Regions from separate parts of the Mus musculus genome. Here region 1 is linked to region 2. Evidence: chromatin contacts called from public Hi-C data. All regions are on one chromosome and are shown on one strand. Each heading gives the region's core, a stretch centred on a gene start, on an enhancer-like site or on the middle of the called end of the contact. The rest is flanking DNA. Distances are from core to core; before and after follow the strand shown. Region 1 holds the start of Ccdc110 (coiled-coil domain containing 110). Region 2 has its middle 13 kb from the start of Gm51530.

Region 1 (5,470 bases), core at 2,231-4,730, 100 kb before region 2:
GGAGTCATTAGAAGGAGTGAGGCCTATGGCCCCACCCCTGAAGAATCTTATCATCTATTGAGAATGTAAGAAATATTATTCATATCTATCTTACTGTGTATTAAAAAGAGAAAAGAGGCTAGGATATGTTTGGTAGAGCAAGTTGGAAGGGGGCACCTCTGCAGGCCCATGCTGAGGCATCCCTTCCCCCTGAGGGACCAGCCACATGATGGATATAGAATGGAATAGAATTTATTTAGGGCATGGGAAGGGGAGTAGAGACAGACAGACAGACAGACAGGTAGATACACAGACACACAGAGAGAGACAGAGAGAGGAAGAAGAGGAGGAGGAGGAGGAGAGAGAGAGAAGGAGAAGAGGAAGAAGGAGAAGGAGGAGGCAGGAGAAGAGGAAGAGCAGCAGGGGAGGAGGAGGGGGGAGCAGGAGAGAGAGAAGAGAAGAGACTGGCCAGGAACACATGGAGAGAGGGGGCAAGGCCATCTGGAGAGAGGGAGAAGGGGCAGAGAGTAAGAGAGTAAGAGAGTGAGCAGGGGCCAAGCAGCCCCTTTTATAGTAAGCCAGGCATTACCTGGCTGTTGCTAGGTAACTGTGGGGTGGAGCCTAGAAGGACTGCTAACACTTATGTTTTCTATTTCATATTTAAGTGCTGAAATAAAAAAAAAAAGACTCAATTATCAACGGGGATGACCTTTTTATCAGAAAGAAAAAGGGAGTTTATGTCCAAGCCCGCAGAAAATTATGTCCTATTCAATATATGCAAAAAGTGTTAAGTGCACGCCTGTGACTGAGGCTAAGGGGGAACATGACGATTTAAAAAGCAAAAAGTTAAAGTGGTTCTCAAGTGCAAACACTAACTTTGTTGACAGGCCTAGTGACATCTGCAGTGTAGGTGGCCTGTGGGTTGGAGTGCACTCTGCCAGGGAAGTTAGGGTATCAGCTATGGAATCAGGCTGTCTGGACATCGACTTCTGGCTTTATAACATAATGTGATGGGTAACTCTACGCGTGTATCACCCTTCGAATTCGTTCATGAGAACAATTCTAGTCCAAACGCAAGGTGGGGGGGGGGGGGCTGCTCAGAACTTCCCAGTGCTTCTCAGTTTGTTCAGAATAGAACCCCAAATCCTTGCCCGGAGTTACAAAGTTACTTCTCTCCTACCCCACTCCAACCTTCACCTGATACCCCATCCCCCGCCCTACCCATTCTGCCTCATCCACAGGAATTAACTGCTCAAGCCAGCCAGCCTCTCTCCCACCTCAGACCTCGGGCTGTTGCTGGTCTTGATGCCTGAAATGTTCTTTTGTAGAACTTTTTTTGCAATTTCTTCTTTACCTCCTCTGGTCTTTGCTCAGATGGGACCTGCTAACTGGAGCCCTCTCCGGTCACCTCCTCCCTTTAAAACAGAAGAGACCTCGCCTACCTGTAACACTCCAGATACTTCTGCCTTCTCTTTCCCCATAGGAATGGCTGCTACCTTGTAAACAATGTCTGCTCTCCTGCTGACAGATAAGCTAAATGAAAGCTTGTATATATAGTCTTGGATCCTGTCTTAGTTTGTTTTCTGTTCTACTATAAAATACTCTGACAAAAGAAACCTATGTGGGAAGGGATTTAACTCAGCATTATAGCTCAAGAGTACAGGCTATTCTTTCAGGGTGAATTACAATGGGACAGATAGCTGAGTTGCATACACAGTAAATAAACAGAGAGCAAAGAATGAGTTCATGTGGGTGCTCAGCTTCCTTTCTCCATTTAAGCTGTGTAGACCACAGCCAAGGAATGGTGCCACCCACAGTGGGCAGCTCTTCCCACCTCAGCCATTGAAAGCCATATGATCCCCTACAGGCAGGCTCAGAGGTTCATTACCCGAGGGATTCTAGCTTCTGTCAAAGTGACAACTGTCATTGATAATTACAGATGCCCAACTCCTAGATCAGGGCCTGATACAGCAGGTTCTTCAAAATGCTTGCAGTTGAGCAAATGGATGGAGGCTCAGAAGCAGAAAAGGAGGGCCAGAACCAACCAGAAGGTACCCCTCATACGCATCCTGACAAGTTAAGGTTAGTTATGTTAGTTAGTTAACTAGCTGCTCTTATTTGTATAAGTCATGCTGTGGAGTATCACAGGAGTATCAGTCATCTACTGTGTTTGAGGTGAACTCTTCTTATTTGCTGCTGTGTTCATGAGGCTAAATGGTCCATGGCTTCCCGGATTCTGTCTCCCCTGAGTCTGACCTTTACAGGGGATTCGAGCTGATGTTTGCCCAGTAAGAACTTCACTCCTGAAACCATCTCCTCAGCCTCTAAGTGCAACACACATGCGCTTGCCGTATTGAGGCGACTCCAGCTTTTCTGACCTTTGTTGAGCGCAGGGGTAAATACTAGGCTATTTAAATGTCTTTAACCATCTGTGATGGTATTTAGTCTCGTTACCCTGCCCCACTTTGCTGGTTCCTCAGGGAAGATTACAGGTCTTCATGCCTGGTAACAGAGGAATACAGAAAGCGATGGTCTACTCATCCTCCATGTTCTCCATCTTCAATCAAGTTGACTTTTATCAGGGGAGGTGTGGCCTTGCATTGGCTAACGTGTGAAAAGGAACCCAGTCCCATGTCTACTCCATCAATTCTCTCTGCCTCACCTGGGGAACTCACGATTGGGGTCCCACCCATCAATCTAAAAGCCACCTTTGCTCATAAGTCCTGGCTCCTTCTCTTGATGTCCCACTGTGCACCCATGTGAGAGGGGTGCTGTCCCTTTGGGCTTCTCTTCAGGAAGTGAGATCCCAATGGCAGTGTTCTGTGGTCCTCAAGTTACTCTACACATCTGAGTCTTTGTTTATCGGAACTCGTGGCTGTTTGAATTCTTTCAAATATCCTCCCCATGCTATAGCTCATTTCCCACCAATATTTACTGCAAAAACGTAGATTTTACCTGGTTCATTGCCCCCGCTTTCCTTTACCCCCTCAGAGGAATTCAGGATCTTGGATGCTGAAAGGAGAATGGAGTCAACTTCATCTTCTTCCGCGAGGTGCTTCTCTGGAACAGACCCGAGCACAGCTTTTGGAGCTGGAAGGTAGCCTGGGAAGGTGAAGAAGCGAGGCACGGACATTCGGGTCGCCCACGCCCTCTGTGGCCACCAGAGGGCGCGCTATGATCAGGTAGAGATGTCAACTCTGCAAATAGGGGTGAAGGCGGCATCCCGCCAGGGGGCAGGCGAGTGCTTTCTCACTGAGCAGGGGATTTGAGGTCGGGAAGATAACGCACACCAGACCCATCCGGAAAACTCCGGAGGCTTTGGGATGAAGGGACATGGGTGTGGTTCCACTATCCTCCATTTCCCAGAGCCTCCCTCTAGAGGACAGCCTCCCGGATCGTTCTTACCGGGGCTCATTTCTGTCGCTTAAGATCTCTCCACCAACTGCCTTGCCCCAAGCATTCAGCTCTGCCGCTTCTAGCCGCAGCATCCCGTTGCCTAGTAACGGAGGTCGGGGGGGGGGGGAGCCCTGCCCACCCCCACCCTTTTCCGGAGCTGATGCAGACGATGTGATTGGTTTTCATTTATATGAAGTGCACTGATTTTCCTGTACACTTGATAAAACACTTGAAAAAGGCGGGTGCTTCCCCGGGAAGCAGAGCTTGAGTGACTGGTTAGAAAACACGAGCTTTTAAGTAAAAGTTTTCAATAAATACATATGACTTATTTTTGCAAAATCAGTTATCTCAGATAGAATATACAGTCATTGAGAACTGAATTTTAAATCACTGTGAGTAGGAATTGACAGCCACTATGATGTAATAATTTATTACTTAATAAATTACACCTGGCTTACTTTCAGGGAAGAGGCATGATGGTTTAATGTTCATGAGCTATAATTTCTTATTTTCTGGAGCAATGGTTTTTACAAGACTCGACAGTCTTTTTTTTTTTTTTTTTGGTCGCATTGGACAGCTTTAATACATTTAAATTTTTCAGCCTAATACATCTGTTAAACCACTATTCTAAAGAAAATAATATAGTTCATCAAATGCTGGGTATTAATGTAACAATGAAATATTATGTGACAACTCTAATTTGTGGATGGTGACGGTGAGTATTGGCTATTACATAGAAATCACCTGGAGATTTTCATGAGATGACTAAGTCACAACAGTTGGCATAGACTGTAAAACAAAATGATAAGTGTTTGCAATGTTAACCTCAATTTTAATCTGTGCACTGGTCTCAGCAGAAATCTACTTTTATTTTAGGATAACTTCTCAGTTAATCTATCAGAAAAATGACCTTTAGTAGAAAAGGTTTAAGTTTTAAAGATTTATTAATTTGTTTTGTGTGTGTGTGTGTGTTGTATGTGTGTGTGTGTGTGTGCATGCAGGTATGTATGTATGTGTTTGTGTGTGTGTGTGTGTGTACATGAGTGTGGAAGTCAGAGACTTATGCTGTATTTATTTATTGAGATCCACCTAAAGTTTTTGGAGCAGAGTATTTTGCTGCGCCTGGAGCTCACAGACAGTCTCTATTGTTTGGTCAGTGAGCCCAAAGGGATCCTCAATGTGGACAAAGGGCGACAGACATGTGCACCATGTTGCCCCTGGCCTTTTACCGTGGACATCAAACTCAGGTTCTCATGCTTGTGTGGTAAGCCATTCGCCAACTATCTGCCTGTCCTCCTGGACTATTAAGAGCAAATTGCTGACTTCATCCCATCTCTCCTGAACATTTGGGTGTGTATTTTATAAGAATACTGAAAAGAAGCACAATACACTGTTAATATTCAAGATTAGTGCTGATGCATAGTCACCCTATAGCTTCCAGGCATCACTGACATTCTTGCAGTAATGCCCTGGGTAGCCATAGGTCCCAGCCTAAAGGCTGGCATTACATCCAGTTGCCATGATCTGTTTATTTAATGCATTTTAATCTGATCAGTTTGATTTATCTTGAACTCCTACGGCCTTAACATTTTAGAACATTCTAGACCAATTATTCTGTAAAATGTTTTTGTGTCTTTTGTGGGTGTTTCCTAGTGGTAGATCAGGCCATGCACTCTTGTCAGGGGGGCATAATGGCTGTTGGTCCTCATTGTAGTCTCTCGGGTGGCACAGGATTGTGGTCTACAGCATCAGTGTGGTGTTCATTTGGTGACTAACTAATCTCTACCATAGATATTAAACCTTTGTTCTTTTTTGATTAAGAAATAGTTTGCATAAAATATTTTGGCTTATACAATAACTCCATTCATCACAAGCTTTTGGTTTTCTAGTTTACCTATAATTATCTCTGTATGGATCACTGTTTCTTATATTATTTACTAGTTAGCAATGGATTTTATTCTGTTGCTAAGATTACTTATATGAATGCTCAAATTTTCCTGGCTTGGTCGGTGACAGTTTCTCTAATTCATTCTCATATCAATAGACAGAAAAGTGTATTTTGTCAGGCTATGGCTTCTCTGGCCAAATATTTTGA
Region 2 (5,875 bases), core at 429-2,928:
CATAGCCTGGCTGTCCTGGAACTCACTTTGTAGACCAGGCTGGCCTTGAACTCAGAAATCTGCCTGCCTCTGCCTCCCTAGTGCTGGGATCAAAGGCGTGCACCACTACGATGGGCCTTTATTTACATTTCAAATGTTATCCCCTTTCCTGGTTTCCCCTCCAGAAAACCCCCTATCCCTTCCCCACTCCCCCTGCTCACCAACCCACCCACTTCCACTTCCTGGTCTTGGCATTCCCCTACACTGGGGCACTGAGCCTTCACAGGACCAAGGGCCTCTTCTCCCATTGATGACCGACAAGGCCATCCTCTGCTACATATGCAGCTAGAGCCATGGGTCCCTCCATGTGTACTCTTTGGTTGGTGGTTTAGTCCCTGGGAGCTCTGGAGGTACTGGTTGGCTCATCTTGTTGTTCCTCCTATGGGGCTGCAAACCCCTTCTGCTCCTTCAGTCCTTTCTCTAGCTCTTCCATTGGGGTCCCTGTGCTCAGGCCAATGGTATTTGTCAGGCACTGGCAGAGCCCCTCAGGAGACAGCTATATCAGGTTCCTGTCAGCATGCACTTCTTGGCATCCACAATAGTTTCTTGGTTTGGTGTCTGTATATAAGATGGATTCCCAGGTGGGGCAGTCTCTGGATGGCCTTTCAGTCTCAGGAGGCAGAGAAAGGCAGATCTCTGAATTCATGGCTAGCCTAGTCTACAATGGAAATTCCAGGACTTCCAGGGCTATACAGAGAAACTGTTTTGAGAAATATACATTTCTTTTAATCAGCTGGTAATTTTTTCCATTTTTTTTCCTAACAAAGAGTTCACAAACAGTTTAGAAATGGAGAGAGCTTACTTTAATTTTCTTCACTTAACCTGAGGATGCCAGTGGCTCTCCTAACAACTATCTCAGTGTCACAGCTCATAGGACAGGATCCAGGGCTCCATGTTACTGGCCTCCATTACCCCTTAGTCTCCAGCAGTCTCTTACAGACCAGATTTCTGTAGAGCAATCATTAACATAGGACACTGGCCATAGAACAATATTCATCCTTGTTTTAAAATTTTTCTTCTTTATGTCTGAATTCTGTTTTAGTGTTCATTCTTTCTTAAGAACTGATTGGTTTACTGTAAAAAAAAAATTGCAGTCTTTTTCAAAAATATCATGTTTAAGAATCTTGTGTTGGCTCTAGCTGATTAAGATGGCCAGTGAGCCCAGAGGATCTAACAGCCAACATGGGAACTTAAAAGGAAGGAATAGGGGTCGAGCCCTTTGGTGCTAACTGTGTTTGGTGGGTTTGTGTGTTTTCTCTCATTCACATCTTAAATGAACATTGCGTGATAATATCTTTATTCTACACATTATATAAGCCAACTGATATTTTAGTCAGTTAACAAGAAAGCAAGTCCAGGTTTGAAAGCAACTCTTTAAATGGTCTTCAGAAGAGTTGTATTGGTAAAGCTAGAAATTCATACTTTTTCTGTTTAAAAAAAAATCGAACTTAAAATATGTCTGTAAATGCTGAATTCCAAAACAATCCACAAATTATACATCATTAGTAGTATTCACACAGCCATGAAAAAAAGGAAGCCTCGACATTTTAGTGTTTGAAACTTATGTGGTGATCCTTGTTGCTGTTTTTAAGACAAGCCTTACGGGAAAAAACTGTGGGTCCTGAAGTAGGAAGATTATCCATGATTACATTTAGAAAATAGGTCATCTCTTCTGTGTATCATCTGGGCCGAGAAGTATGCTGTGGTTGTCAATACAGCTGTCTAGCAATTTATCTTTGACAGTGAAAGAAATACCAGACCTGTGAATTCATGAGCAGATGTCTGTTAAGCTTTCTGTCATATCATGTGACAGCTGACCAAAGGCTTAAGTGTGTGTGTGTGAGTGTATGTGTGCATGTGTGTGTGTGTGTGTGTGTGAGTGTATGTGTGCATGTGTATATGTGTGCAAGATTTTATGTGTGTTGTGTGGCCAGGAGTCTAGATAACACTGGGCCTAGAATTCATAAGCATTTTGAGAATTATCCGTTAGTAAGCAGAAAAAAAGGAAAGAAAGGTAGAAATGGAGAAGAATATAATTTAGGGACTTAATTTCAAATTTGACCCAATAGTGCTGGTGCGTTCCTGAGGAATACAGCAAAGATAACCTTGTCAGTCCCCACTCATTTTTCTGTGCTAGCAGCTAAGTTTTTGTGCTAAAGGCCTAGGAGAAAATTCCAATAATTTTAGAGGAAACTTATGCCCGCTGAAACTCTAACAGGTTTATAAAAACAGGGAAGTTTGTATAGGAGCAGTTAGTGGAGGGATTTTTGTTAAAAACATAAAGAAATCTCCATGTCCCCAGTGTGACCTATAAGGACATAGCAGAATCAGAATAGACTGGTGTTTATGTGTGCTTCTTCTCATAAGCTTTATTGCTTTGAATTTCATATGATGTATTGATGTTACATTATCAGGACGAATTTTATATTCGGAATTATGGAAAAAAAGAGAGTAATGGGCCAGTACTGGGCCAATATTTCTATGTTCTAGCAGAGATGCAGGTCCCATTCAGCCAGGAATTGTCAAGGCAGAGCGCCAAGGATGCCAAGTTTCTGTGAAATTTTGTTCTTGGAGAACCATTTGTGTGTGTGTGTGTGTGTGTGTGTGTGTGTGTGTGTGTGTGTGTGAGAGAGAGAGAGAGAGAGAGAGAGAGAGAGAAAGAGAGAGAGAGAGACAGAGACAGAGAGACAGAGAGAGAAAAAGTTCATCTGTTGTAAAAGCAATGGTGTTATTTCAAATCTAGGGTAACATCTTTGGATGGTGATGGTAACAAGTGTTGCTGGTTGATGGTGTATCATAGATGGCCCATCTCATCCAGGGACCAGTCTTCCCTGGCATGATTAAAAACTAGCCAGCCAGCAATCAAAATACATACAATTCCTTGCATTTTCTCCAAGTCAATTTTTTTCTTGGATGAGCTAACTAACTTCTTTATCTATGACCTTGTCTACATTGGTAAAGATGATAGATATTCTATGATATCCAGGGTCATATTTGTATATAATATTTGCAGTAACCTGCGATGTTTTATTTTACTTTATTTTAACGCTTCATATGTAATATGCATAGTATACATGCTCAAAGTCGCACTCATGAGAGGGCTCATTCATAGATGATCCAGTGTTCCAGTGCCGTCCTCTGTCCCTGGCAGAATGGAACTTTGATACTCCCCAGTTTGGGGCCCCTCTGAATGTTCATTTGAGATTGTTTCCATAAGCAAGTGATTCAGAACACAGGATGCAAAAAAGGAGATCAAATAGTCTAGTTTCAGGGGCTAAGGGGCCAGCTAGAGAACTTGAAACAACCTGCAGCATTCTGGGAAGAGCTCAAGGTGCCCGTTTCCTGATGCTTCTTTGTCTCTTTAGCGTACATCTTTTTAATTAATGCACATATATGTGTGTATGCATGTGCCTGTTTGTGCACTTGGTATGGAAGCTCAGGTGTCTTCCTCGGTCATTGTTTGCTTTGCTTCATCCATTTATTTACTCGTTTACTTATTTTTATTTATTTAGAGAATCTCTCACTGAACCTGGATCTCAGCGCTCACCACTTGGCTAAGCTGCATGAGTTCCAGGGGACCTGCCTCCCTAACTTGTAGCACAAAGCCATGCTGCCTCGTGGATGCTAGAGATCTGAATTCAGGTCCTTCTCCTTGGGCCTACAAGTGATTTTTACCCATCGAGTCATCTCCCTAGCCCTTGGCATGCTCAGTGTGCCTTTTCTCAGCGATGCAATGACAACTTGGGAATAGGCTGTGGTTCTCCCCGAGGGCATTGTCATCAAGGAAGAAGCACTGGCTAAGTAAACCTTGGTGTGGTATGAATGCCCCTGCACCCAGTCAGATTCATGTTAATCCCCTCCCCCACTATGATGTTATATGGAAATAGGACTTTTGGATTTGAGTGGGTAATGGGAGTAGAGATATTAGGAATGGGATTGGTAGCAAGGGTTCCCTTTTTCCTCCAAGGGAGGACACAGGAAGGAGACGGCCATCCTTGAGAAAGGGTGCCCACCCAGACGTCAAATCTGCTGGCACTTTGATTCTTGGACTTGGCCCTCCTCTAAGACATTCTGAAGAGATGGATGTTTACCTCGAGGCATCCTTTAGCTCCCATTTTGTCAAGCCTCCTCACCTTCTCTTTCCTCAGTATATTCCAGCCTCACTTCTAGAACATGGGAAGATGGCTGCTTTCTGCCAGAGGATCTGGGTCTGCCAGTCATTGGTTGGAAGGTAGTAACCATGGTGATTACAGTTATCTACTCATTAGTTCAGGGTTAGAATAACCTTGCCTAATAGGATTTATAATACAAATCTCCCTTAAGCATCTGAGCTACTCTAGGGCAGAACTCCCGACTCTCAACAGTAGAGAGTTGGCTAGATGACTCTTAGTTGTGGATGCCTGTCTGTGCATTGTTGGACATCGAAAGCATCCTTGGCCTTGGGGGAAGTTATCAGCATCCTGAGTCTCTATACACACGAGATGGCAAGAACACTCCCATTTCTGACCATCACCAATGTCTCCCTACCTTGCCAAATGTCCCAATGGAGGAACAAAGTCTTCCAAAGTGAGACAAACCCCGGGAACACATAGAGATGTGAAAATGTTTTATTTTTAACTTTTCTATGACATGCTTACTTTCAAGACAAGTTGTCATCTGCTTCGGCACTATTGGTTCAGAACTTGCACCCTTTGCTTCCTGCCAGAACTGCTTGGCTCCTACACCCAACTGCTCTGTAGTTTCTACTCCTCTCAACTTAAGATCTTCCATACAGCACTCAGTTGGAAAGACACCTAACCCATGTAAAGGGATGCTAAATAGTATTTTCTTCTTCCTCTTCATCTTTTCTTCTCTTCCTTGACCAAGTCTTCAGATTATATTGTATTGTTTTTTTTTTTTTTTCATTTCATTATACCTGAGCAGTCCTTGGCCTTGGGTATGTATTTGAGTTGATTGTAGCTTCATGAATCTCAGATCAAAGTTGCCTTGACCTTCTTTCCTTTATAGGTGTTGTAAATGTCAAGTTCTTTTATCACGTGACTCTAGTGCCTCACTCAAGGACAGTTGTAGAATATAAGAGTATGTTCAGTATTACCCCAGTTTATCTGTACACACACACACACACACACACACACACACACACACACACACACACACACACACACATTCTCTCTCTCTCTCTCTCTCTCTCTCTCTCTCTCTCTCTCTCTCTCTGGAGGGATATGTTTCAAAGCATAATGCTCAAATGGGATTTGACCATTTCTATTTTCTATTTTTGGTATGATAAATACATAATGAGTGTTAAATTTAAGAAATAAAAAAAATGCTTTAAGGACTTATTCTTGAGCTCTCTGCAATAGAATGCAAAACTTGGCACCTGTCTAAGGGTGTTAATAGTAATGAGAGTTGATTAAAATGGCATTTATTTTTAGAAGACACAGGGATGCCTGAGTCACCCATCATATTTTAGGGGGAAGGATGAAACAAGAAACCCCAAAGGAACAGGTGAAGATTTGTGAGGCTGAGTTCTGTCTTGTGCTCCAAGTTTTATGGGTCAAGATATATGAATGTGTGTGAGCTCAGACAGAACTTTTCTGAGCCTCCCAGAGGCTGAATTTAGCAGTGAGCTAAGGCTCTGAGCCACACAGAGAGTCACCCAGTGGAGAATGGCTAGCTCATCCTGGGACTGTGTATATTTAAAAGCTTCCCACTGAGTACACGGTGTTCCTACAAGCATGTTGGGCTTGCCTGTCTCCAAGTGGCTTGAATAGCAAACACTTTCCTGAAACTCCACTGGCTGCTGAGCTGGCTCACCAGCCATGGCCTTCAGAGCCTC

Evidence for each region. Hi-C and Micro-C count contacts between places; a contact is called where the count stands out from the background.
Region 1: a contact with region 2 is called in a Hi-C map of rod photoreceptor, with 3 times the contacts expected there. The contact joins the promoter of Ccdc110 here to the enhancer-like site in region 2. A contact is called at or near these places in 9 of 39 promoter capture datasets (the 3T3-L1 cell line, the C10 cell line, HPC-7-derived erythroid cells and 6 more), 1 of 15 datasets of contacts at CTCF or cohesin (the NIH/3T3 cell line), 15 of 484 Hi-C or Micro-C datasets (the AML12 cell line, CD4 T cells, the HL-1 cell line and 10 more), 11 of 115 datasets of contacts at active chromatin or transcription factors (a beta-TC-6 cell line, cardiomyocytes, embryonic stem cells and 6 more) and 3 of 9 other capture datasets (adipose tissue, liver and pancreatic islet).

What each region holds. Positions count from the first base shown.
Region 1 is chr8:45,932,629-45,938,098 of GRCm38.p6, reverse strand. It overlaps Ccdc110 (coiled-coil domain containing 110), which reads right to left and starts at 3,480. Exons shown (of 7, transcript NM_001033246.3): 1 at 3,385-3,480; 2 at 2,935-3,081. The coding sequence starts at 3,394.
Region 2 is chr8:45,830,019-45,835,893 of GRCm38.p6, reverse strand. No RefSeq gene overlaps it. Among named protein-coding and RNA genes, the nearest start is that of Gm51530, 13 kb to the left of the region's middle. Within about 2 kb of position 1,678, at least 4 of the 459 cell types and tissues checked have an H3K27ac peak or open chromatin away from gene starts, as enhancers often do. A contact at or near this core is called in rod photoreceptor, where this site is marked.